Regions from separate parts of the Mus musculus genome. Here regions 1, 3, 4 and 5 are each linked to region 2. The links are chromatin contacts, called in public Hi-C, HiChIP or PLAC-seq, Micro-C and promoter capture Hi-C maps. All regions are on one chromosome and are shown on one strand. Each heading gives the region's core, a stretch centred on a gene start, on an enhancer-like site or on the middle of the called end of the contact. The rest is flanking DNA. Distances are from core to core; before and after follow the strand shown. Region 1 overlaps Frmd5 (FERM domain containing 5). Region 2 holds the start of Frmd5 (FERM domain containing 5). Region 3 overlaps Frmd5 (FERM domain containing 5). Region 4 holds the start of Mageb3 (melanoma antigen, family B, 3). Region 5 overlaps Frmd5 (FERM domain containing 5).

Region 1 (5,355 bases), core at 28-2,527, 160 kb after region 2:
CTTCTTCATTAGAGCCCCAGTCTGAAATCTAATGCCCTTTAACTGGAGAGGGCCAGGGAGAGAGGATGCTTGATGCACAAAGCAAACAGCTATCTAAGTGCAGTGCTCAAAAATAATTGGCAGCTTTAGAGTAAGATAAAACTCCATAATGATAAAAAAAATCGTACAGTATCTTTACTCTGGCAAAGAGACCTTGACAGGACACACAGTCTGTCTTCCCTTGCCCGTTTTCAAAACATAAACTATTCCTGGTAGATAAGTCATGATTCTATATTTCTGGATATCCAGGAAGAAAATATTACTCTGTGTGTATGTGTGTGTGTGTGTGTGTGTGTGTGTGTGTTATGTACTTGTGTGCATGCGTGCCACACACGAGTACTTGAATGTCACATCACGCATGTGGCAATCATAGAATACCTCTGCACATGGGTTCTTTTTTTTTTTTTCTTTTGGTTTTTCGAGACAGGGTTTCTCTGTGTAGTCCTGGCTGCCCTGAAACTCACTTTGTAGACCAGGCTGGCCTCGAACTCAGAAATCTGCCTGCCTCTGCCTCCCAAGTGCTGGGATTAAAGGCGTGCGCCACCACACCTGGCTTCCACATGGGTTCTGAGGATTGAATGAATATCATTAGCAGTGGTACCAAGTGCCTTTACCTTCTCAGCCATTTTGCCAGCCTGGGAAGTTTATTTTAACATTAGTTCATATGCAGCCAGGCATGGTGGCTCACACCGTTAGTCCCAGCACTAGGGTGTTGTGGCCGGCCAGCGGCTCACATGCCTGGGTTCTAGTCTGGAAAGGCATCTTGGAAACCTGGAAGAGAAGAGCGGGGGCTAGGCAGTTGTTAATATAAAAAAGAAAAGGCTGGGTCGAGGCATAAAATTTATTTATGCCCTATAGTTCTGCCTGAATTTTAAGGGCCTAATGAAGAAACCTGTCTCCAGTGGTATATCTTAATTATTTTTATGGAAAACCCGTATCTGGATAAGACTGTCCTTACTGTCTTAGTAAACATCTAGCAGACTAGCCCTGAGCTGTTGGCTCCATCTTTTATAATGTTAATTAGTACTGAATAGGTAATTTCCTTGATGAAATTTTTACTGAATACCAAGTAGTCAGCTACTTACTAGCTACTAGAGGTCTTTTTAGGGCCTTGGAACCCTGGCGAAGACTGTTTGTACAAATTTGAAAGGCACTTTATTATGAATAACACTGAAGGAGAGTATGTTGATTTTCTTCCGCATTCTTGGATGACAGGCGGGAAACAGAGGGAGGGGGTGAGGACCGGCTCCGCAGTACAGGGCCAATCAGCTTTTTAGGGTGGGAGGCTGTGAAGGGCTTGCCCTTCTGACAGTACGGTCTCTAACTTCTAACTTAAGTGATCTCTAAGAAAACAGAGGCCAGCCTGGTCTAAATAGCAAGTTTCAGGCCATCTACAGTTAAGTAGCAAGTCAGTGTCTTTAAAAAAGAAAAGTTTAGACCCACCTCGTTGCCATTAAAATTGGCTTTTATCCTTTCAGTCTTTAGTAAGTGCATATAAAGGCTAATCAGCATACCATATGTAACAGTCACTGAAGGTCAGCCAGAAATTGCCACCTCATTTTCTCACAGACTAAAATGTGTTTCCTTAAACATCTTTTTCTCTGGCAGAATGTCTTAGCCTTGAACTTGTTTATGCCGCTTGGGCTTTGGCTTCCAGGTCTCCATAGTCTACAGTTATGGAGCATCTGCAGGCGAGATACTGATGAGGACTTGGCCCATTGAGCTTGCTTATACCCCGAAGTACCAGCAGTTTCTGCTGTTCACAGTGGTCTGAGGCTGCAAAGCCCCCATAAACACAGACTGTAAAACGTGACCTTAGAAGTCAGAAGGATCACTCTGTTATCTAAATATGTGTCGGCCACTGAGGCCTCCATTTCTGTTGGTTATAAATGTACAGAGGAATGAGAAGAGCATATCAGACTAATACTCGTGTGCCAGCCTTTAAAATGGTGCAGATATTGAGAACTGGAGTTTTGTTTCCTGGTGGGGAGACTCATCCTGAGGACTGTGAACAGCACTTGCCTTCTCATCAGAAAGCGTGACCCTGAGCTAGCATTCCTCCTGTGCCTGGGGAATATGCCACCATCCCTCTAAGTCTAACCCTAGATCTGTTTCCAGCCCCATGTCCTTTACTCTGGTGTCATCACTTCCTCTGAGACTACTTTTTGCCACTGTCAGTCACTTCCGTGTTTTCATTGATTAGTTAACTAATTCCTTTCCTGTCTAGGACTATTTATTTATTTATTTATTTATTTATTTATTTATTTATTTATTTATTTATTTATTTGCTTTAAAAAGATACAGGGTCGGGCTGGAGAGATGGATCAGTGGTTAAGAGCACTGACTGCTCTTCCAGAGGTCCTGAGTTCAAGTCCCAATAACCACATGGTGGCTCACAACCATCTGTAATGGAATCCAACTCTCTCTTCTGGTGTGTCTGAGGACAGCAACATTGTACTCATATACATAACATAAATAAATCTTAAAAAAAAAAAGATACATGGTCTTGGAATGTTGCCAGTCAGTCTGATTGTGCACTTCTAGGCTTAAGCAATCCTCCCTAGTAGTTGGGCCCACAGATTAGTGCCACTGTATCCAACTACTAGAAATTTAACTGTTTCTTCTCCAGATGCACATATATGCCATCGTGTTCACTTTGGGAGTGTCGTGGTTTTCAGTTTTGTTGGCCGGTTATCTGTCTGAGCTTTTGTTATTGAGACACAAGAAGGCAAGCCTACATCACATTTCATTGTTTGGGTTTGCTCTGAGTAACAGGTACATAGGACCAGTCTGTGACACACTGCAGAAGCAGGACTGTGATTTGCTTCTGGCCCTGGTGCACATCTGGTATTTACATTGTGGTCTTTCAACTGAGGAGCTAGCTGTAACATTTATGTGATTATGGTTAATGAACCAGAGAAACTAAAAATGCCAGCCCTGTTGAAATCTTACATTGTGAACCACACAGAGGAAGGAGTGTCTTACTCCATTTCCACGTCTCCCTCCGCATCTGGAGCTGAGTCTGGCTCCAGGTCAGCTTCGTAGCTGCTCTAACTATGGACCCCCTAGTGAGGTGAGGTTCTTCTTCGCCAAGCTTAGAGTGTGCTGGATCTCTTCTCTTTGACCTTTGTAGTGTTGGTTTCTGATTACTCCTTTGATCTCTAGCAATAATAACCAATGATCTACCTGGTTTGTTATTATTTACAAATGGGTAGTTTCCTGTCCATTTGTAAACTGTCACGTAGCGACTGCCTACACCCGCAGCTCATCTTTAGCCTTTTGTGGTCTAGCCCAAGCCTGATATCAGTGTTTCCCACTTTTGGGTCATCATCAGAATAGTCTTCAGAGATTCAGTTTCTCAAACTTTGTAAGAATCCTGAAGTACAGCATCAGAACCCCCATATTTGAGTGTTCCCCATGACATAGCTAGGTTTGACTTACGCTACAAACTATGTTTTCCTAGCTGTTACTAGTACAATTCTAAAAAATACATTAGAATGTTTTTGTTAAACTTAATCACTTTATAAAGTCAATAATTAAGACCCAGGCAGGCCAGGTGACTTGCCATGGCCTCACAGTTAGAAGGAGGAAGGGCACTAAGAGCCCATGTTTCCAAACCCCTGTTCTGCCTCATTTCCATCATATGGGCATAGGATCATTGACTAGCATCTCTAAACTCTGCATGGATGTGTGTGGAAGCATGTGGGAGGAAAGATGCTCAAACAGGGGCCTCTAAAGTAAGTAGGCCAGCACTTGTGTGAATTTTTTAAATGATGTATTTATTTTTATTTTATGTGTATTGGTGTTTTGCCTACATATGTGTCTGTGTGAGAATGTTGGATCCCCTGGAGCTGGAGTTACAGACAGTTGTGAGCTGCCATGTATGTGCTGGGAATTGAGCCCAGATCCTCTGGAAGAGCAGCTAGTGCTCTTAATCACTGAAGCGTCTCCCCAGCCCCCTCTAATGTACTATTTGATGTAGTACATAGCTTTGAGCCTTGATCAACTGTGGAAGCCTCAGTGCCACCCTGCTCTAGTGCCTGCCCACTGATGCCCAGGATGGTGTACATTATGCTCTGAAGTGTGCTTGACTTGGACACATGCTGCTTGTTTCCAAAAACTAAGTTTGTGGCCGCATACTGCGCATGCCTCAGTCAAGAAGAGGAGGCGGCAAGCAGGGATGTATTATTCTGTAAAACCTTTTTCTATTACCGTGAGATATTCATTTAACTAAAGATTCAGCCTTCAGGTTTGCTGACAGAGTGAAATGAGTCTGTCTGCAATTCTGAAGAAGCGTAAGGAGTAGGGCATCCATCCCTTTGATATGTTGTGTGAGTTCATGAAAAATGAATGGGAATGTTGGAAACTACGTCCTAACACTTAATGTTTACATACGGAGCCTGGCTTGAAGAGAGAAAAGTGAGAAATTTTGCTCCCTTAATCTCTCCAAGCTCACCTGTCACAGGCAACGTTTGAAATGCTAATGTGCTTGTAGCTATTTTAAGACTGAAAAGCTACATCCGGGAGGGAAACTGGGATCAAGGGATTTTCTTATAAACTGTTTTTACCATCTTTCATGCACATGTGGCCCCTGGTCTCCCCATGCTCCCAAAATGGAGATGAGTCTTTCAGCCTGTTGTGGTGACATCTGCCTGTCATCCCAGCACTCAGGAGACTGAGGCAGAAGGAATCCCAAATTTGAAGCCAGCCTGGGCTACTTATGAGATCCTGTCTCAAAAGACTAAGGAATGAGGATGTAGAATTGGTAGACTAGGCTGGGAATATAGAAATGGTAGAGTGCTTGAGGCACGTTCTGGGACCTCCCCCCAACACCCCCCCCCCATAGAATTAGGGCATTTTCAAGCTATACAGAGCGTAGTACTTTTCCATTTTCTCCACTGAAACCCATTGTGTTCAATAAAACTAGTTTGGTGTGTACTCCAGCTAGAACACGGGTTCCTAGGCTCCCAGGCTCCAGCTTTGACAACATTTAACTGAAGAGAGAGAGAGAGAGAGAGAGAGAGAGAGAGAGAGAGAGAGAGAAAGTCCGTCCTTGTGACTTGGTAGTTGTAAGTCTTGCTAGCTGAACAGACCTTCAGAAAAGATAAAACTGCATTCCTGTAGCTGGAGAAACCAGATCGATACTTTATTACTGAAAGGGATATGGGAATTAGAATGTGTCTTCCATGGTCACAGTGAGAGAGCTCTTGTGAGCAGCTTAATGATGGCCCTTGCCTGTAGCCAGTGGATACAAAGTGACTGTCCAGTCTTATACGAAGTGATTAAAGAAGAACAATCATTGAAAACATCCAAAAG
Region 2 (5,367 bases), core at 652-3,151:
ATCATTTATAGAATGCCTGCCTCTGTATTCCAGGTCCCAGCTACTGTCCAGGTTGTGAAACAGACAGAGCATTTGACTGCTTGGTTTTAGCCTCATAACTATTTTAGGAGTGCATTGAAAAGAGGAACATCTTCCCATGGCTACTAAATGCAGCAAGGGAGCAGTCCGCAATACTAAGGTGATATGGGGTGGTAGTGGTATTGAAATTCAAAGATATTAGCAAAACACACTGTTAAAGTCAAACACCTCTAATTCAAACACTGAAGAACTTGAAGGGGATCCATTTTGAGGTTATCTGAGCTACATAATAAAACTGTCTCAAAAATGCAAAAGTATGGGATGTAGCTCAATATTAGAGCTACTACCAATCCTTAGCAAATGCAAAGTCTTGGATTTGATTCAGGCAAACATGTAGACAAAATCATTTTAAAATTAAAATAGGATTCAGGCATAGAGGTGCATGACTTTAACCCCAGCACTCAGTGGGGGTGGGATGGTGGCAGAGGCAAGTGGATCACTGTGAGTTGGAGGCCAGCCTGCTCTACATAGTGAGTTTGAGTACAGCCAGAGCTACACAGTGAGCTCCTGTCTTGAGCCCCCCTGGCCCCCCCCAAAACGGTTAGAATTCTTTCTAGTCTACTATAGGGGGTTTTAATAGTTATGTGTTATGCTGATATAGTAAGAGCATACATGTAATGAGAAATTAATAATTCATTATTTTAAACGAATATATTTCTCACAGTACTAATGTTTTGGATTGACATTGTTTCAATGTTGGATCTTGTCACCTGCTAGGAAAGAGCTCTACCACTGGGTTACACCCCTATTCCAACCTAACTCCTATTTAACATTTCCTTTCAGTGAAATCTTTGAAGGTAGAGAGAGCCAGTGGGATAGCTTGTCAGGCAAGTCTGGCCATCCGTTTAATCACTGAAACCACATAAAGGTGGGAGGATGGAACTGATTCCACAAAGTTGTCCTCTGACCTTCACACTCGTACGTGGTACCTAAGTGTTCATATTCCATGCACAGGCACACATTGGTATTATTAATAATAAAATCTTTGAAGGTGGCTGTCTCTTAGCGAAGTTGTGGAAAGGAACTTTTAAGTCTGCCGATGGGGAGGACACAAAGGAAAGGAGGCATTTCCCCCCCCCCCCCGGTTCTTTGTGCAATACAGCTCCTGACCATTGTGCTTTGTTGCAGACGTCTGAAGATGTAATAATTCTTTCTAAAAGTACAAGGAAAGGTCCACCAGTTCCTGTTCCCTGCCCAGCTAAGGAGCACACCTCAGCCTTCTTTTGTCTTCTGAAAATAAAAGAAGGGTTAGAGCGTAGGGTTTTCTAAGCGCTAAACGCGGGCGCTTACAAGCTTCTGTGGTTGCACCAGAGTAAATAGCTATTGTAAAACAGATGTTCACTAAAATAAGGGTGCTCGAGGCACAGGGGCCCATGGAGCTGACTTAGGGCAGCGCACAGGTGGGGAGAGCCGCCAGGTCGGGAATGTGGGTGACTGTTTTCTGCAGGTGCCGCCTCCTCGCTTTGGCTTCCAAGAGAGCAAGAACCGGGTGTTGCAGGGTGCAAGTCTTGACTCCTGAAACAGCTCAAATGTTATTCCAGGTTGTAGACACCGATCTCGTGAAGTGTCCACACATGGCCCGGTCCAGGACAAACAGCATCCATACCAACCACCGCCCGCGAAGGGAGCGAGCCAGGGCTTGGGGCGCTAGGGGGCTGGCCCGACTGGGCTCACTACTGCTGTTTTGCGATGATTGCTTCCTCCGCCCGCTCATCATCCCCATTCCTTATTCTGATTGGATCTTCCTCCTGCTAATCGGTTCCGCCGCGCTGACCTCCATTGGCCCCCTACCTAGGCCCCGCCCCATGAGCTGGGCACGGGCAGTGGGGCGCCCGGGAGAGAACCCAGCTTGCTTGGGGTTTGGGGGAGGCGGTGGTGGCTCTGTAGAAGGAAGAAGAGTGGGGCGGGAGGAAGCAGCGGTGGCGATCCGGTCAGGGTGATGGTGCAGGTGCTAAGGGCCGGCGCGGAGCTGCCGCGCTGAGGGGCGACGGGTCCGGAGTCCGCAGCGCCGCCGCGTCGCTCCCGAGGACGGGCGAGCGGGCGGGAAGATGCTGAGCAGGTTGATGAGCGGCAGCAGCAGGAGTCTGGAGCGCGAGTACAGCTGCACCGTGCGGCTGCTGGACGACAGCGAGTACACCTGCACCATCCAGGTCAGCGCCGCGCCGCCCGCCCGCCCGCCCGCCGGCTCGCGGGATCCGGCTCCCCAGACTCGGCCAAGTTGGCGGGGTCCGCCGCCCGGGGTCGCTCCAGCTCTAACCCCGGCGCGGCGCTTTGTCCGCCCCGCAGCCGCACCGCCCGGCGCGCGGCATCCCAGCCCGAGCTCAGCCGGGCACTGGTACCACGCGCCGCGCGCCCCTGCGGGGTGAGTCGCGTCCCGCACCTGCAACTCCTGCTCTGCGCCTTCTCGGGCGGGGGACCCCGGGTCTCGGCTTCTTCAGCCAGCGGATAGGCAGCACCTTGGGCGGGCATCCTGAGCTAGGCGTGTAGGGCGGGAGACGCCTGCCCGGGCCGCCCCGTCGAGGGGTGCGGGCTGAGGCTCCCCCGGCCCCGCCAGGCCCGCCAGCCAGCCTTTATCTCCCTGGTTGGAAGGATAAAGGTTTATGTCATAATTTCTCCTGAGCGTTTGTGAGTCAGACGGAACGCGCAGCCCATGCAGAGTGGCCTATTGAAGGCGCCCAGCCCTCTGTGCTTTGAGGCTCTAGCTCCCTTCCTTGTCTTTTGACCCCCAAATCTCAGCGTGTTGGTTATTTCTGGGGGTGGGGGGCGTGAGGCAAAGATTTAGCAACAAGTCACAGAGATTTGGAGGTTAGCAGTGGCTGGAAGGAGTCGGGGACTTAGGGAAAAGCCAACAATGCAATAATGCCACACAGCATTTCTTTCAGAACCTGGTTTTTACAACCCCTTGCTTGTGTTCCTTCACTACTGCTGTGTGGCGCGTCAGGAGTCTAATATGGTTTTCCCCAGGAATGCAGTCTGTCCTTTGTAAAGTCAGAGGTTGAAAACACTGACCATGCTCACAGATTTAGTTCTTCAACCAGAGGACCCTGCGCTCACCGCCAAAAACTGCTCTTTGTGGAGAAGAAAATTTGAGTTGGACCCAGAAGGGTCTCACCTGATCCCTTTCCTTTCCTGCAAGAACCTGGAGGAGGCTTCTAAGCACAGATGTGTGTGTGTGTGTGGGGGGGAGCCTGCCTAGATTTAACCCTCAGGGTGCCCCCATCTATCTTCTGTCTGTCTGTCTGTCTGTCTGTCTGTCTGTCTATCATCTATCTATCGTCTTGCTAATAGATCACAATACCATTAAAAAGAGAGAGAGAGAGACTTGTGAGAAAGACCCTGGGTAGAGAGTAGATGCTTAATGCTGACTGTGCTCAGTTCAACCTCTTCCCCAGAAACCTGCCCCCCCGCCCCGCTTCCCCTCTCACCCCCCCCCCCCCGCCCCTCACCCCAAGCCCTGAGCTTAAGTGCTGATTGCTGCCAAAGATCCAGGAGAGTAGAGATTCAGCACAGACTCCTTTTGAAGTCTACTTAATATAGATTAAATGCCCATAAAAATGCGAGCCATGAAATGAAAGGGTTTTTGTAGTTAACCGTGATGGAGAGATGGTATGTATTATTTCCCAACTCCATAGTGGCTTGCTACTTTTTGTTTCTATGGTGTCATTGTTTCTATGTACACCCCCCCCCCCGTTTTGTTTTAATGGAGGAGGAGAAAGCATGGAATTGACACCTTCTCAGTTTGAGTACATTGTCAAGAGCTTTAAAAGTCTTGACTTTAAAAAAATGGCATAAAAATTTAACAAATGTGTAAAATAGCCTGCCGAGGGCAGTGTGAGGTTTAGGTTTCATAAATCTTAAGAATACCTTTGTGGTATATAGTAACATAACATTTCTTAGTAGATCATTAACTTTTGTCAAGGTATAGAGTACAAATGAAACACCACTCCTCTGAAAATGTTTGATAACCTTGTGGTTTTAGGTCTCAGGAAAGGCAACTTTTTATTCTTCCTTGAGCAGGTGAGGTTGATTAATATTGTAATTGGTGATGGTTCTTATTGTCATGGAGAAAAAAAAAAGAATGCTTTAAAGTTAAGTTGGACTTATCGGAGTAATGCTTACTATATTCTACTGTGTTTGTGTTTATTTTTTGTTGCTTTTATGATGTTATAAGAATCATGTCTCCCATGCACAGTCTAGATGTCTTAACCATTGTATATGGTGGTTTTGGTGTAGCCTCTAAAATAGAGGAATTGTAGCACATTTGCCATTTTTTTTTTACATTACTATTTAGATGTTGCTTTGCTTTTGTTTTTATCCAGATGAGAAAAGGTTCGAAAAAAGACAGTATATGATTCTAATATTTTTATATGCAGTTTTTCAAACAAAGCATTTAGAGATTGAGCTTTTCTTAGCAACTTTTCCTTTTTATATTTCTACTCTGTGTTGTGTGTGTGCCCATATGTGTGTGCCCACATGTGCTTGCTTGTTAAACACTCGGTACAGTTTTTAATATGGAAGGGAGGCGTGGGCTCCCTATTTAGCTAAACATTATTATTAATACTTTGAGAATGGCAATACTGTATATTAAATCTTTTGGTGATGATTTGCATGCCTTTTTTCTTAAAATGTTATACTTTCATTTAGAAACGGTGTCAATTTTAGAAATATTTTTATGGCTTTTGAAATAACCAGAGACCATGTAGGGCAATACAGAATTAGAAATGTATCATCGGTTGGTGTCATGAAAGCCATGTTTGGTAAATTTCAGTCATAAGGCAGTTCTGTCAAGGTATTGGTTTAGCGGCATTTCATAATGCAGATACAGTGGGCTGGCCTTTAGGATGTAATGATTCAGGTAACCAGAATGCCTTCTATCGTTGCAAAGAAGGTTCTCCCAGTCACCAGCCTACTCTTTTATCCTTTCTGATATGGAAATGCATTCGTAGATCAGGAGAAATGAAAGTATACATAGGAGGATTGTAGTGTAATTGTTCCCCCATGAAGAACAGTGCTAATAGCCAGTTTTGAAGGTCATTGCCTCATACAGTCAGATCTGATCCATATTTCTCAGTCTTCTGTTTTTATGCAAATCTATATTCATCTACCACATTTACTACCTGACTTTTTATTTGGGAGAAAATAGAAAACGTGAAAAATGAAAAGACTAACTAGTATCTTTGAAGTCAACCTTAATGGGATAATACAAATGTCTAGACATGCTTATGTATTATGTTTATGTATTATGTATTAATAGTTATGTATTATTAAGGATATGTTGCAGACATAGTA
Region 3 (5,352 bases), core at 2,461-4,960, 140 kb after region 2:
GTATGGCTGTCATGTTTGGCTCCTATTTATAATGTGAATTTCCTTTGTGTAGGCTCATTGGTTAATAAAGCAAGGTGAATAAAGGATTTCAGAATCTGCCTCCCCAGCCCCGTAAGAGAACACCTTACTTGCAAACTCCTGTCTTGTCAATGTCAGCATTGTCTACAGCTGTCCACTCCCCCTGTGACTTGCAATACCTCCTGTCATAGGAGCAGACATCTTCGCCCCTTTGGGCTTAGATACGTAACTCTCCTTGGTGTCGTGGGGACAGATATAATACAGGCTGTGTGTGAATGCAGGTTTTCAGAGTCACCTGACTTCCACCAACCCTCTCAGCTCTGCTCCTTCCATGAGCTTTATGACTGAAATGGGGGCTGTTCAGCATGGGATACAGGATGAGAAGATGCAAGAGCCAGGCTGCCACTGACCTGCAGCCAAGCGGTACCCTGAGAAATACAATTTTGTTACTAAGACAACTGACATTAGAGGTCACTTGTTACTATAACAAAGCTGACTGCTACATTCCGTAACATTTCACTTACCAAAAACCAAATGTCAATTAAAAAAAAAAATGTATCTCTCCAACAGATGGATGCTCTTGGCCAAATAGGTTATTCATTTAGAAAGAAAAAGAGCAAAGCATCTTTTTGTTTGTTTGTTTGTTTGTTTTTGAGACAGGGTTTCTCTGTGTAGCCCTGGCTGTCCTGGAACTCACTTTGTAGACCAGGCTGGCCTTGAACTCAGAAATCCACCTGCCTCTGCCTCCCAAGTGCTGGGATTAAAGGCATGTGCCACCACTGCCTGGCAGAGTGAAGCATCCTAATTAATTTCCCCAACATTACCATGTTGTATAACAAAAGAAACTTCACATGGAAATTATTCTAACTTCTGGCTTTTGTGCACACACAAGTGTGTGCATGTGTGTATTGTGAGAAAGTGTGTGAGAGAATTGTGCATGTGCAGCATATGAATGTGTATGTCTGTATTTGTGTGACTGTATAAGTATGTGTATGTGTGTATATGAGTGTGTGTGTGTGTGTGTGTGTGTGTCATTTGCTCTAAAAAAGATAGCCATTCGGGCCCCCAATGGAGGAGCTAGAGAAAGTATCCAAGGAGCTAAAGAGATCTGCAACCCTGTAGGTGCAACATTATGAACTAACCAGTACCCCGGAGCTCTTGACTCTAGCTGCATATGTATCAAAAGATGGCCTAGTCGGCCATCACTGGAAAGAGAGGCCCATTGGACAGGCAAACTTTATATGCCCCAGTACAGGGGAACACCAGGGCCAAAAAATGGGAATGGGTGGGTAGAGGAGTGGGGGTGGGGGAGACTTTTGGAATAGCATTGGAAATGTAATTGAGGAAAATACGTAATAAAAAAAAAAGATAGCCATTCTGTGAGTGGTAGTATCTGATTTGCATACAACAGATCTGGGTGAAAATTACAAAGTGTCTCTGAAGGGATAGAAAGTATTATTTTTAAGATCTTGGCATTATTATAGTACCACAAAAGAAAACCACTAACATTACTCAGTGGCCGGCAGTTCTGAGTTGTGATCCCAGGGTTGGAGTCTACTGTCCCTGCACAAGCATGAGATCTTTCTGCCCTTCTTTATGGGTATAAGTGACTTAGGTCAGGTTCCAGCAAATGCCCCAAGGATTCTTTTTTTGACAGTGTTTTATTCTGTTATATTTTCAGAACTTGCAAACATGTAAGACTTAGGTAATAGTGAATACACCTGCTGTTTATTTACCTATGCCAGAGGCAAACAAAAGAGCTAGTAGACAATGAGGAACTGTGGCCCCATGCCATCACTATCTGCATTCATACAGACATGGCAATCACCAGAAGCAGAATAAATTTGGAAACAGAAAAATGGAGTCTCTTTTTTGGTCCCTTTCAAAATGTGTAGGATTCCTATGGATTTTGAGTGGCTAGGATTTCCTGGCTGATAAGGCTAATTTTGTTTTCATGTATAGAACTGTCTCCTGTTGAAAAAAGCATTTCACCAAGTTCAAACTGGGATTTATTAAGAAAAAAAAATAACACTTCTAACAGCATACTTGGTTATAATGGGCAAGGTTTACAACTGAGTCTGATAATAGATTTGCAACTCCAATCATAAGCAAATAAATTATAGGCTAATAAGAAAAACAATAATATCAGCCTTAATGGTTTTGAAGTAATGAGTCATATGCTATAAATGTAAAAGAGAGAAGAAAAAACCCTTGCTAGATTATGACAAATTTGGTAATATATAATGATATAATAATAATCAAATGCAATTTTAAAGTTTTCTATTTATAAGTTTTAATTATGTTTATGTGTGTGCCCACATGAGTTTATGTGCATTCTGTGCATGCTCGTGCCAGTGGGGACCAGAAGACATCAGATTCCCTGGAGGTGGAGTTAAAAGCCCACTATGTGGGTGCTGGGAATCAAACCTGCGTCCTCTGGAAGAGCTGCAAGTGCTTTTAACCACTGAGCTATCTCTCTAGCCCCTCCGATGTAATTTTAAATTCTAGAAATATCAGGGTAGAAAGGAGACAGATATCAGGATGGAAAGGAAGACTTTCCATGGGACAGTTTTTGATTAAGATGTAACACACTAAGTGAAATCAAAGGGGGGAGGGAAATAAGGAATGGTTCTGACCATGGTTGCTGCTGGAGTCCCTGTGGCCAAGGCTGGTGAGAACAGGTGCTTTTAGGGGCTGTAGCCCAGAACCTATCCTGTTTAACAGAGAAAGCCACACCTCTCTGACTCTGAGAAAGGCTGTAAAGGGCACTCACCACAGTAGCCCTCCAGACTATTAGGCCCTCACCTGGGGAGGAGGGGGGCATCTGCCTTCATTTGCATTCTCTGCTCCAGACACAGGCAATGTCTTCTAATTTCCTCAGACGCTCCTAGCTCTGTGTAATTCTTCCATTGATCCTTCCATACCAGATTTTATTTCAAAGCCAACAATAGTTCATGTTTACATGTGGAACACTAATTAGGTCATGAGCTAATTAGTGTGTAGAATATTCTGTTAACATAAACAAAACAAAACAAAACAAAACAAAAGAATGCATGCTTCTAATTCTGGGGCTTTTTATACTTAGGGTATTTTATGTGGTGATTTTAAAAATTTTTTCTCTTTAATTGACATAGTAATTGTACATATTTGTGGGGTACAGAGATAATTCAGTACATGTGTACAATGTATAATTATCAAATCAGTATAATTAGCATTTATTGCTCATCATTTCATTGTGTTTGGAGCCTTTAAACTCTCTCTCTCTCTCTCTCTCTCTCTCTCTCTCTCTCTCTCTCTCTCTCTCTCTCTCTCTCCCCTTCATAAAATACATAATAGGCTTTTATAAACCGTAGTCACACCAGTAGAGTACAAAAGACAAGAACTTAACTGTACTTCAACACCCATTATCTAACTTCCTCTCTGTCTTCCTCCCTATCCTCACTGGCACCTAGTGACCCCTCCTTCCTCCTCCTCTGATCTTCCCCCTTTCTCTCTTTCTCCTTCCTTGGTGGTGATGCCAGGACATCAGACTGAGGGCCTGGAGCATCCTGTGTCAGCTCTGTTATTATTACCAAGCCACATCCCAGAACACTTAACTTCGCAAGCCCCTGTTTGTCACACAAATGAAGACACATAGCTTCTCAGTGGCCCTGGTTTTCATCAGTCAGCTGAGGGCAGTAGACCCAAGCTGCTGCTGTACAAAGCAAGAGTAGCAGCCAGCAGCACTGAGCAAATGTTAGCTCACTTACCTTAGCACATGGTGGTAGACACAGCCATTAGTGTTTGTTGTTGGGTTTTTGGGTTTTTTTTTTTTTTTCTATGTTAAAGGACTCTTTCAAGCCAGGCAATGGTGGCCCATGCCTTTAATTCCAGAATTCAGGAGGGAGAGGTAGGTGGAACACGTGAGTTCAAAGCCAGCCTAGTCTATATAGTGAGTTCCAGGACTGCCAGGGCTACACAAAGACATCCTGTCTTGAAAGAGCAAAAACAAACAGACAAACAGCAACCAACCTGGGGCTGGGGCTGGGGCTGGGGCTGGGGCTGGGGCTGGGGCTGGAGGGAGTGCTAGGGAGTTGGCTCAGTGGTTAAGAGCACTGGCTGCGATTCCACAGGATCCGGGTTCAATTCCCAGCTCACAATGATCTGTAACTTCATAATCTGACAGCCTCACTCAGACATACATAAAAAAATGCAAAACAACCAATGCACATAAAACAAAAACAAATAAAAATTACTTGAAAATAAGACTCATAAAAATTCTTATTTAGATCATTGTTTTGCCCAAAATATATAAATTCAAAGGAATCATAATGATAATTGAAAATATTTAGAAGGCAGAAAATACTATCAAGTCAGCATTTAGTGTTAAATGTGTCAAGGATTTTATTCTTTTTTTATTTAATGGGCTGTAAAAATATTTTTGACTAGCCTTTCTGACTATTAAAAAATAATAATCATTCTGATCCCTTTAAAATACCTGGGGTTGTCTTCCCCAGAGCATCTCTGATGGCGCTAGATCGGCATCAGTAAGCACAAGGCAGATGTCAGTTGGATACACTAGCTATGTTAATATCGACTCTAGAACTTTCCAGATTGGATGAAATAAAGCCCAGCCTGGGACAAAACAGTGACAGACACATTCCGCGTGTGGTTTGCATCAGCTCTTGTCACCCCCCTCAAAGACCAGCCTTCCTGTGCTAGTGTTTCCCTGTACAGACCCTGCAGCAGTAAGACTCACGGACGGAAGACAAGTGGAGAGTGCTAACTTGGGATTTCAAGAGCAAAGGCTTTTTAAAAATAGTCTCACATAGCCCAGGCTGGCCTCTTACTCTCTATGTAGCCAAGGGGCCTTACTCTCCTCCTCTTGTCCCCACTTCCCAAGGTGTGTACCACCATGCTTGTTTTAAACAAAAAGTTTTATTGATCTATGTGAGAAAAAGAATTGGAAAAAAAATTGGAAGCCTGACATTCCTTCCTCTCCCTGTCCCACCCTGTGTCTTTGAGTCAGCCTCTAATTCATTTGGAGTGTTTTAAATTATCACAGTGGAGGAGATGCAGCCACAGAGCCCATGTGGAGGTCAGGAGGCAGCTTACAGGATCCTGGTTTCTTGTAAGACTATGTGGATCCCAGGCTCAAATGCACAGAGCATGTCTTGGAGGGAAGTGTGGTTGCCCTCTGAGCTCTCCCCAGCTGGTCTGACTGGTATTCTTGAAGGTTCAGTCACTAGTGTGTGCCGCTAAACTCCAAATTTCCTGACAGGCTCATTTGAATCCATATGCTCTAAAGTGGTGTTTATTTTTGTTTCAGGGCTCCATATGCAAACACTGCTTATC
Region 4 (4,725 bases), core at 457-2,956, 150 kb before region 2:
GGGAGAAAACACCTATAATGCCCCAAACTCGACATGACCAAACCATTGAAAAAAAATTGAGAAACTCTATTAAAAAAAGAAAAATCAAAACAAAAGCCAGTAAAAACTAGCTTCCACATGCCATGTCACTGCTTTTATAGAGATAATTGCTGGACCACAAACACAAATGTGTAGCTTGGCATTTCATGAATCAAAGTAACAGGCAATCTACAATCTAAAACATGTAGATAAGCCTATCATTTCAAGGCACTAATTTGTATATGGATGTAACCGTAATCTTGGTATTGTCTTAGTAGCATGAGAAAGATAACACTCCCTGCCTTGCCTTGGAGTAGCATCTAAGAATACTCATGTCAGGAGCTTAGGGTAGTTTCCTGGCAGTATCTCAGTAGGTTTCTCCGAGGTACTCTGAGAGTGCCTAACGTCATTCACACATCCAGCTACCACTAGGGCGAGAAGTAAATAAACACTATTTATTTATGCAATTATTTATCACAGAATCCTGGTCAAGAACGCAAAGGTAAACTCATACGGACTTACCCAACGTAAACAACATGCTAAATAGAATTAAGATTCACCCTTAACTAACCACTACGGAAATCAGAGGCCTCCTACACACGCTGGTTTTTACTACCACACTTGACTTTAAAAAGTAGTAATGTCAACTCAACATTTTAGCAGTACAGAAAACGACAGAAGCTCCAAGAACCTCTTTCCAGATTCTCAAAGGATGTCTGTAAGAGCTCAAGTAGAGAGAGCAACGCCCCCCTAATGCACCCTACAAGAATGAAATACCAAAAACATTACGTGGGCCCACAAGAAGGTTCGAAAAGGCAATCTAACTTAATTAGCTATCGGGTCCACGGGGTCAGAGACTGGGAACGTGAGATGGGGTTGGGGGTGGGTAGCAAAGTGAAATCTAACCCCAGAAATCACAACACAGGCCGCAGCCTAAGAGCTGAAGCTGGCGGGAAGTGAGCTCCCTGGCCGTTCCCTGGGGAAAGTCCAAGCCAGAGCAGCTTCCACGACAGTGGACGTACAAGGCGCCAACAGTGCATGCCTACGGACGTTGCTGGAACCGCTGAGGGCTCGGCTAGAGAAGGGGAGGAGATCCCGGCAGACGGCCCTGAGAGAGGACTGAGCTTCGGAGCAACGGCAGCGTCTGGACCAAGGGAATTACCTTCACTGTGACGACAGAAAAGTGTCTTCGGGCTCCGGCGATGGTCCCGACTGCGCAATAGGTGGTGTCTTTCCCGCTTATCCCTCAGCAGCAACAGAACCAGCTCCTTCAGCCAGTCGCCATTTCCCGCCTACCGACCTGCTGCACCGCACGGACAGGGACCCGGATGGAAAGCGGCCTCCCTGCGCAGGCGCTCTGGCTCCCTCCTCCCCCGCCCGCCCCGATCCGGAGAGGCGGGAGGGAAGGAATGCGGGAGGCCTGGGCGGCAGCGGGGGAGGGGAAACCAACTTTTACTACCGTGAAGAGGCTGAAGTTTCTGCCGCCTTAGGGAACTCACCAGAGCGAATTCCTGACCAAAAGAAAAACAAGAAACAACAACAACAAAAAACAATGAAAAAAAAATGAGCTTAGGGCCCGAGGAGTTAGACTGGACTCAGCCTCCGATGGGGCTCGGAGCGTGGGGGACGTTTGTACTTCGGGGGCCTCCGTAGCGGGCTGCGGGGTGGTCGCAGGGGGAGTAGGGAGGAAAGCGTTAGCAGCGGAGGCGGGGACGCCGGGGGCGGTTTTCCCTCCCGCCGCTAACGGAACCGCCTAGAGCCGGGCGACAAGGAGAGCGCGCCCTGGCCTGGGAGGCGGGGTTTAAGAACGCGCCGCGCACCCAGCGGCCAGGGTTAGCGACTAGGCGGCGGTGGGTGGAGCCGGCGGGAAGGGGCGGTGCTAACGGCTTGGCGCGCTGGAGCGGGAGCCAGTGCCTTGCGCTCCCGATGGCCAGACCCAGCCTGGTCCCGGTGCTTTCGGAGGTTCGCGGAGTGTCCCCGAGGTTCTCTTCCTAGGTCACTTTGCTAGCGGGAGCCCCTGTTGCCCTTGGACCTATGAAGGAGACTCTTAACCCTTCCCTTCCTCGCGATGTGGGCAGTGATCCTGTACGCTTAAAACTCGAGTCTTTCAAATGGGTTTTCACACACGACTGTGGGCTCCATCTAGAATCTGGATGATTCTTAATCTTCTTGATGCTGAAACGCTTTTAATAGAGTTCCTCATGTATGATGACCCCACCAACCATAAAATTATCTTTGTTGTTACTTCATGGCTGTAATTTTGCTAGTGTCATGAATCGGAATGCAAATATGTTTTCCCATGATCTTATTCAACCTGTGGTTTGACCTCTTAAGGGTTGCAACCCACAAGTTGAGAAACACTGGTCTAGATAGCACTTTTGACTGAAATTCCAAGCTGATCTCATTATTCTATAAGAAATGCTGATTGAGACAGGAGAGGCTTGGACGCCAGTCTGAAGAGAACAATCCTAGGGTTTGCAGAAAAGAGCTTGATCCACGAGTTCGGAAGTCCTGATTCCTGCCTGTCAGCTCTTCTACTTCAGTCCTGAGCACAGTCAACATGCCTAGGGGTCAAAAGAGTAAGAGCCGCTCCCGTGCTAAACGACAGCAGTCACGCAGGGAGGTTCAAGTAGTTCAGCCCACTGCAGAGGAAGCAGGGTCTTCTCCTGTTGACCTGAGTGCTGGGTCCAGCTTCCCTGGTGGTTCTGCTCCTCAGGGTGTGAAAAACCCTGGATCTTTTGGTGCAGGTGTATCCTGCACAGGCTCTGGTATAGGTGGTAGAAATGCTACTGTCCTGCCTGATACAAAAAGTTCAGATGGCACCCAGGCAGGGACTTCCATTCAGCACACACTGAAAGATCCTATCATGAGGAAGGCTAGTGTGCTGATAGAATTCCTGCTAGATAAATTTAAGATGAAAGAAGCAGTTACAAGAAGTGAAATGCTGGCAGTAGTTAACAAGAAGTATAAGGAGCAATTCCCTGAGATCCTCAGGAGAACTTCTGCACGCCTAGAATTGGTCTTTGGTCTTGAGTTGAAGGAAATTGATCCCAGCACTCATTCCTATTTGCTGGTGGGCAAACTGGGTCTTTCCACTGAGGGAAGTTTGAGTAGTAACTGGGGGTTGCCTAGGACAGGTCTCCTAATGTCTGTCCTAGGTGTGATCTTCATGAAGGGTAACCGTGCCACTGAGCAAGAGGTCTGGCAATTTCTGCATGGAGTGGGGGTATATGCTGGGAAGAAGCACTTGATCTTTGGCGAGCCTGAGGAGTTTATAAGAGATGTAGTGCAGGAAAATTACCTGGAGTACCGCCAGGTACCTGGCAGTGATCCCCCAAGCTATGAGTTCCTGTGGGGACCCAGAGCCCATGCTGAAACAACCAAGATGAAAGTCCTGAAAGTTTTAGCTAAAGTCAATGGCACAGTCCCTAGTGCCTTCCCTAATCTCTACCAGTTGGCTCTTAGAGATCAGGCAGGAGGGGTGCCAAGAAGTAGAGTTCAAGGCAAGGGTGTTCATTCCAAGGCCCCATCCCAAAAGTCCTCTAATGTGTAGTTGAGTCTGTTCTGTTGTGTTTGAAAAACAGTCAGGGTCCTAATCAGTAGAGAGTTCATAGCCTACCAGAACCAGCATGCATCCATTCTTGGCCTGTTATACATTAGTAGAATGGAGGCTATTTTTGTTACTTTTCTAATGTTTGTTTAACTAAACAGTGCTTTGTGCCATGCTTTTTGTTAACTGCATACAGAAGTAACTGTCACTTGTCAGGTTAGGACTTGTTTTGTTATTTGCAACAAACTGGAAAACATTAGTTTTTACTAAAACATTGTGTAACATTGCATTGGAGAAGGGATTGTCATGGCAATGTGATATCATACAGTGGTGAAACAACAGTGAAGTGGGAAAGTTTATATTGTTAGTTTTGAAAATTTTATGAGTGTGATTGCTGTATACTTTTTTCTTTTTTGTATAATGCTAAGTGAAATAAAGTTGGATTTGATGACTTTACTCAAAAAAAAATGCTGATTGAAAACGTGCCGTTTTTAAAAGGATATAACTGAATTAGGAAAAATAGCCACTGCGTTCCCAGTTGACACTCCACCAAAGAAGACAGGGGTAAGACTGCATTATAGACGTGAAGTAATACGCGTAGTAGGATAGCATGTGATTATGCCAGCGACGGGGTCTGGGGAGTTTTCATAAGACTTCCCTAAGTGAGACATAGATGGGGAGTTGATTTTGTAAAAGTGTTCTTACAAAAAGGAAACAAAGGAAAATCCCAAGACAGAATCATGTTGAGCCACTATCTGTAGAAAAAGAGGGAGGGGGGATGGCCAGATAATAGCAGGTGAGGCAGAAAGGTAGACGTAGAAGCGTAGAGTGCTCTTGTAAATATTGTTTCTCCTTCAAATGTGGTGCAGGTGGGTTGTCAAGATCCTGTCAGAGCTGAGTCCTTTTGCCATTTAAATCTTACCAGCACAAAATTGGTTTCAGACTGGGCATGGTGATCATAAGGCTCAGGATTACCGAGGCAGGGGATTGAAACGTTCCAAACAGCCTAGGCTGTGCAACAAGAACCTGGCTCCAAAAGAAAAGACAAAAAGAAAGGGTAAAGAAATCTTGGAATAAAACAATGAGAGCCGATGGTATACCGAGCACAGAACAAATTGAGAGTCCATATAATCATAGGTTTCTGAAAGGCTAACTGA
Region 5 (4,859 bases), core at 1,942-4,441, 190 kb after region 2:
AGAATAGATGTGCAACGGAACTCAGAGCAAAAGCAATGTGTGTTTAGTTTGTCGTATACCAAAGGTGGCTTTAAAAAAAAAAGTGTTTCTTAGGAAAGTCTTCTGGGAAAGGGATCGGTTGTTTTTCTCTTCACTTCCCCACATCTTGGCAAGGAAGGACTGCTCTCTGGGCCAGCGCCCATCCTCCATGGCTCTCCAAGTAAAGCTTAAAGATGGGATGTAACCACTTCTGAAGGGCAAGACAGTTTTATGTTCTTAAAAAAGACCATCTTGGCCTTAAACTTCAAAAAGCCAGGGTATGATGTGAGGGAGTTACTTCATTAACTGGGTTGGGGAGGGTGAAGCAGGATGGATTGTTAGGTTGTCATTTTTGAAACTAGATGATGTTTGTGTGGGAGTCTCTTACACTGTTCTCTCTGGCTTTGTGTGTGTGTTTGAAAGTTTCCACACACAAAAATGACAACAAATGGCATCCTCCTCTGTCATGAGATTGATATAAACATAGATGGAAGGAACATGGAATCAGAAACCCATTTTCTGTGTGCAGGCCTCATATATAATATATATGTAATCATATAGTAACTATGACCTAAACATCATATAGTCCTAAACATACAGTAACTGGTCTCCTGTTAGTTACTAGCAGTCTCTAATCCTGTCTTAACATTTGGAAAATGGAAGCAAAGCCCAGCTGACTCACTTTGTAGGTGTGCTGGCTAACTTTATGTCAACTTGACACAAATCTGAGAGAAGGAACCCTCAACTGAGAAAATGTTTCCACCAGATTGACCTATGGGCAAACTCATGACACATTTTCTTGCTTAGAGATTGAAGTGGGAAGGTCTTGCTCACTTTGAGCATGGACAGGTGTCCTGGTTGTATAAAAAAAACCAGGCCAAGCAAGCCATAGGGAGCAAGCTATTAAGCAGCACTCCTCCATGGCCTCTGCTTCTGTTCCTGCCTCCAGGTTCCTGCCTGACCTCCCTTCATGAAGGACTGCACTTTTAAGGTGAATGAAACCCTTTCCTCCCTAGGGTAGCCTTTGGTCACAGCGGAAAAACACTAAGACAGAGAGTGTTGAGAGGATAAAGGAATGAATGTTTCTATAAGTTCTATGTCATCTGTAAAATGGCACAAACCCATAAAATCAGATCGTTTTAATTGACCTGTAAACCAGATTATTTATGCTCCTATTTTTCCCCAAACAGTTAAATAAAGCTGTTCCAATAATAAGCAAATTCATACTGTGTGGCTAGTTTCATGTGATCTTGACACAAGACAGTTGTTTTAGAAAAAGGAAGCTCAATTGAGAAAATGCCCCTACTGGATTGACCTGTGGGTAAGCCTGTGGTGTGTTTTCTTTATTGGTGATTGATATAGGAGTACCAGTTCACTGTGGGCAGTGCCACCTATAGGCAGTAGTCCTGGGTGGTATAAGAAAGCAGGGGAAGCAGCCAGGAGGAGAAAGCCAGTAAGCAGCGCTCTGCATTTGATGCAAAGCAATGGTGAAGAAGAATTCCGGTCGTTGAGCACAAAACCAGGCAGAATGCTGAGCTGAGAGGGATTATCATGGTCTGGAGTTGGCATTTAGGTAATACCTTCTCTCCTTGTGTGAGGTCTAGTTGAAGGGGCAAGCACTAAATAAATGCAAGGTCTGTGAAGGCTTTTGTGTGGAAGTCTGAACCACTGTGCTTGGTAACATTTATATGGAGTCTTTGTGACTCCGCTTGAACTTGGCCTGTTACTAATGACTAGCTTCTGTTTGTCAGTTTATTGAGTCTCGTTGTGTAGACCTGACTGGCCTGGAATTCACCATGTAGCCCAAGCTCGCCTTGAACTTGAATAGATTCTCCTCTTGCATCTGTCTCCTTAGTCCTGGAATAATTAGACATCTATCTTAATCTATGGCTACAATAAAAATTACATCCACAAATGCCTTTAATTTTTATGAGTGCAGGGTGGGGAGGCACGGATAAGCATGTACCATAGCACAGTGTGGAAGTCAGAAGGCCATCCGGGCGTCAGTTCTCACCTTCAGCTTGTTACGGTGGTGCCTTTAGCCTTTCAGTCACTGCCTCAAACCCAAGCTGTCCAGCAGGCTCCTGGGGATCGCCCTGTCTCTGCCTCCCATTGCCTGAGTAGTTCTGGGATTACAAACTATAGGATTTATGCATTGAATTCGAGCTCCAAGGTTTAACTCGGGTCACCTGGCTTACATGGCTAGTGTTTTGACGACTGAGCACTCTCCCCGACCCCATAAATGCTTTGAAAAGCACATTTCTCTGCAGGTTAGGGCTTGGGAGTTGTTTGATTTTTTTTATTTTTTATTTTTATTTTTTGGTGCAAATAAAATGAGAATTTATCTAATTTTGCTACTCAGCCTGACATCAGAAAAAGGACCTATTTGCATTCATTTATTTTCTGATTTCCATTGTCACCAAGCTATTTCTTATTTATCTTTTAACGATTATAAAATCATTTTAAGGAGAGCTGTTGGTTTCCATTATACTGTCAGATTTTAAAATTAATTTCATAAAGGAAGTTTTGTGAGCAGGAACGCAGGTCCCCATTTCTCCATAGGCCACACAATAAACCCATTAAAAGGCAAGAGAACATCGGCCCTGTCCACTTACTGTATTCGCTAGTCCTTTAACTAACAAGATGTCCAGGTGAGGGAAATATGGTGAATCTTGACACAGAAAATAATCTGTTAAGTGACAAACACGTGAAATAAGAAAGGCTCCCCCAAGTGAGCCTAAACCACACAACCTGGAAAGGGTCCCAATAGTCACATGACCCAACAGTTGCCTGCCTGCCCCCTGGAGCCGGCTTCTGTGTCTTTTTCCCACGGCGTTCACTACTCTATTTACCAAGTCTTCTCTATCAACTGTTCCGATCAATTGCAATTATTTCCGAGCGCATGATGTCAGCTTTGCCGACTGCCTCAGTTCCATTTGATGTTTTTGGAACTACCGGGACTGTGTTTGGTTTCTTTTTAAAGGCAAGCAGTTTTCTAAAGCTTAAAATATTTCAATTTTGAAAACTAAAAGACTCTTTCTTTAGTCTGTGATGAATATTTGAGTAGAGTTAAATTTATCATTCTGGCAGTACTCACATTGAACTTGTCATTAACTGTGACTCATCAAAGATGTTGTGTGGCGAGCCTGTGGGTAGCAGATGGTTCTGTTCAGGGGAATGGAGGCAGGAGGCTCTGAGGCCCAAGGAGCGAGACTTCTCATAGTCACTGGCTGTTGCTCATAACCTCTAGTGAGAAAGCACAGTAATTGGGGTGGGGTGGGGCAAGACTGGGCTTGTGTGGAGGTCAGCGGGGCTCTTTTGTGTTGGGATTATGGGTAGAGGAGCTGACAGTCACTGTTGCTGGCATGCCAGGTGTGGTGTGGAATGAAGCAATGGCTAGAAGCAGCACAGAGTAGAAAACCAGAATGTGTCAGTTCCTATGGAACCTGTTATTCTGGTAACTATAGTGACAGAGACCACCACACAGAAAGAGGGACGGCTTCAGCACCAGTAGTATCATTAGGAATCCAGTGTGGAATGCAGGCAATGAGCCCTCCTTAAAGAAGCTTTGGCCTCAGAGGCAGGGCAAATGGCTTCTCCTTTCTCTTCCCCACTCCCATTCTGCTTTTCAAGTGATATTGCTTCCACCCTTCCTGAATTCAGTTTTTCTGACCTTTAACCTCCAGCCCAGCCCATCATAAAGCCCAGCACACAGGCATAAGCCAGCCTGCAGGGCTATTCTGCACCATTCCGCCATTCCTTTGCCTTGTTATCCATCAATCCAGCCACATGAGTGGGTTTTCTGAGAGTCTGGGTCCCAGTGTGGACTCAAGTGCACCATTCTTTGTCAAGACAGGTTAATGACTTTTAATTAAGAAAAAAGGACCATACACCGAGTCATTAACAGAGCTAAGAGAAACCTGAAAGACAGAATTGAAATCCTCTTAGATACACTTCACAAATAATCAGAATGGTTTCACAGATGGCACCTGCTGGGCCTCTTGGACCCACAGCCTCTCCATCTGTAGGACAGACTCACAACAGTGACTAGTGTGTAGTTTCTTCAGTGACAGGGGAGGAACAGATGAGACAAGCACCAAGTGTCTCAGAAAGAGCGGTGAGAGAGGGAGGCGAGACGGTGACTCGACTCGCTCCTGGAACAAGGAAGCTCAGGGAATTTACTGGGAATCAAAGAAAACTGGCAACTGAATTAGTAATTAGGTAGAAGTGTTTGTTTTGTTGTTGCCATTGTTTATTGTATAAGGTACCACTAAATGTGTTCTGCCATGCTGATAAGAGACTGTTTGAAAACACATCTTAGAGGGCTAAAGAGATGACTCCGCCGGGTGTCCTGAGTTCAAATCACAGCAACCATCATGGTAGGTCATCTATAGTGGGATCCGATGCCCTCTTCTGGTGTGTCTGAAGACAGCAACACTGAACTCAAATATATAAAATAAATACATCTTTAAAAAGTCTTAAGAATACAATGTGCAAAAAATAAAAATAAAAATAAAAAAATAAAAAAGAGTACAGTGCTCCCACCAGATGTGGTAAACACACCTTTAATCTCAGTACTCAGGATACAGAGGCTGGTGGATCTCTGTGAGTTCATGGCCAGCCTGGTCTATAGGATGAGTTGTAGGACAGCCTAGGTTAAGTGTTGAGATTCTGTCTTGTGGGGTTGGGAGGAGAGCACAGTGCTCGAGATTATGGTGCCTGGAGTTAGGCTGTCCTGTCTAGCAATGGAGTACTTCATTTGGGGGCGTCTTAGGGTGATCATTGCTGTGATGAAACACCAAAGAGACTTGGGGAAGAAAGGATTTTTTTCAGCTTACACT

What was found. Promoter capture Hi-C pulls out the DNA fragments that hold promoters and counts their contacts. Hi-C and Micro-C count contacts between places; a contact is called where the count stands out from the background. HiChIP or PLAC-seq counts read pairs in DNA pulled down with a chosen protein or histone mark.
Region 1: a contact with region 2 is called in a Micro-C map of embryonic stem cells, with 2.6 times the contacts expected there. The contact joins the enhancer-like site here to the promoter of Frmd5 in region 2. A contact is called at or near these places in 1 of 484 Hi-C or Micro-C datasets (embryonic stem cells), 14 of 115 datasets of contacts at active chromatin or transcription factors (astrocytes, embryonic basal ganglia, embryonic forebrain and 6 more) and 1 of 9 other capture datasets (pancreatic islet).
Region 3: a Hi-C map of the N1E-115 cell line shows a contact between it and region 2, with 3 times the contacts expected there. The contact joins the enhancer-like site here to the promoter of Frmd5 in region 2. A contact is called at or near these places in 2 of 39 promoter capture datasets (hippocampal neurons and stem cell-derived epiblast-like cells), 1 of 15 datasets of contacts at CTCF or cohesin (the NIH/3T3 cell line), 4 of 484 Hi-C or Micro-C datasets (the N1E-115 cell line, bone marrow-derived dendritic cells, cerebral cortex and 1 more), 13 of 115 datasets of contacts at active chromatin or transcription factors (SST interneurons, VIP interneurons, bone marrow-derived dendritic cells and 10 more) and 3 of 9 other capture datasets (adipose tissue, embryonic stem cells and pancreatic islet).
Region 4: an HNF4G HiChIP or PLAC-seq map of pancreatic cancer cells shows a contact between it and region 2. The contact joins the promoter of Mageb3 here to the promoter of Frmd5 in region 2. A contact is called at or near these places in 5 of 484 Hi-C or Micro-C datasets (embryonic stem cells, forebrain and muscle stem cells), 5 of 115 datasets of contacts at active chromatin or transcription factors (embryonic stem cells, memory CD8 T cells and pancreatic cancer cells) and 3 of 9 other capture datasets (adipose tissue, liver and pancreatic islet).
Region 5: a contact with region 2 is called in a promoter capture Hi-C map of hippocampal neurons, with 7 times the contacts expected there. The contact joins the enhancer-like site here to the promoter of Frmd5 in region 2. A contact is called at or near these places in 4 of 39 promoter capture datasets (the SN4741 cell line, cranial neural crest, hippocampal neurons and 1 more), 1 of 15 datasets of contacts at CTCF or cohesin (the NIH/3T3 cell line), 5 of 484 Hi-C or Micro-C datasets (the N1E-115 cell line, cerebral cortex, cortical neurons and 1 more), 19 of 115 datasets of contacts at active chromatin or transcription factors (SST interneurons, bone marrow-derived macrophages, craniofacial prominence and 12 more) and 1 of 9 other capture datasets (pancreatic islet).

The regions. Positions count from the first base shown.
Region 1 is chr2:121,639,008-121,644,362 of GRCm38.p6, reverse strand. All of the region lies in intron 1 of Frmd5 (FERM domain containing 5), which reads left to right. Among named protein-coding and RNA genes, the nearest start is that of Wdr76, 130 kb to the right of the region's middle. Within about 2 kb of position 1,277, at least 18 of the 459 cell types and tissues checked have an H3K27ac peak or open chromatin away from gene starts, as enhancers often do. A contact at or near this core is called in embryonic stem cells, where this site is marked.
Region 2 is chr2:121,803,591-121,808,957 of GRCm38.p6, reverse strand. It overlaps Frmd5 (FERM domain containing 5), which reads left to right and starts at 1,901. Exons shown (of 14, transcript NM_001360084.1): 1 at 1,901-2,228. The coding sequence starts at 2,127.
Region 3 is chr2:121,662,784-121,668,135 of GRCm38.p6, reverse strand. All of the region lies in intron 1 of Frmd5 (FERM domain containing 5), which reads left to right. Among named protein-coding and RNA genes, the nearest start is that of Frmd5, 140 kb to the left of the region's middle. Within about 2 kb of position 3,710, at least 10 of the 459 cell types and tissues checked have an H3K27ac peak or open chromatin away from gene starts, as enhancers often do. A contact at or near this core is called in the N1E-115 cell line, where this site is marked.
Region 4 is chr2:121,953,073-121,957,797 of GRCm38.p6, reverse strand. Mageb3 (melanoma antigen, family B, 3) reads left to right here and starts at 1,706. Exons shown (of 1, transcript NM_008545.2): 1 at 1,706-4,027. The coding sequence starts at 2,579. The coding sequence ends at 3,571. Ctdspl2 (CTD (carboxy-terminal domain, RNA polymerase II, polypeptide A) small phosphatase like 2) reads right to left here and starts at 1,797. Exons shown (of 13, transcript NM_212450.4): 1 at 1,181-1,797.
Region 5 is chr2:121,619,968-121,624,826 of GRCm38.p6, reverse strand. All of the region lies in intron 1 of Frmd5 (FERM domain containing 5), which reads left to right. Among named protein-coding and RNA genes, the nearest start is that of Wdr76, 120 kb to the right of the region's middle. Within about 2 kb of position 3,191, at least 103 of the 459 cell types and tissues checked have an H3K27ac peak or open chromatin away from gene starts, as enhancers often do. A contact at or near this core is called in the N1E-115 cell line, the NIH/3T3 cell line, the SN4741 cell line and 10 more, where this site is marked.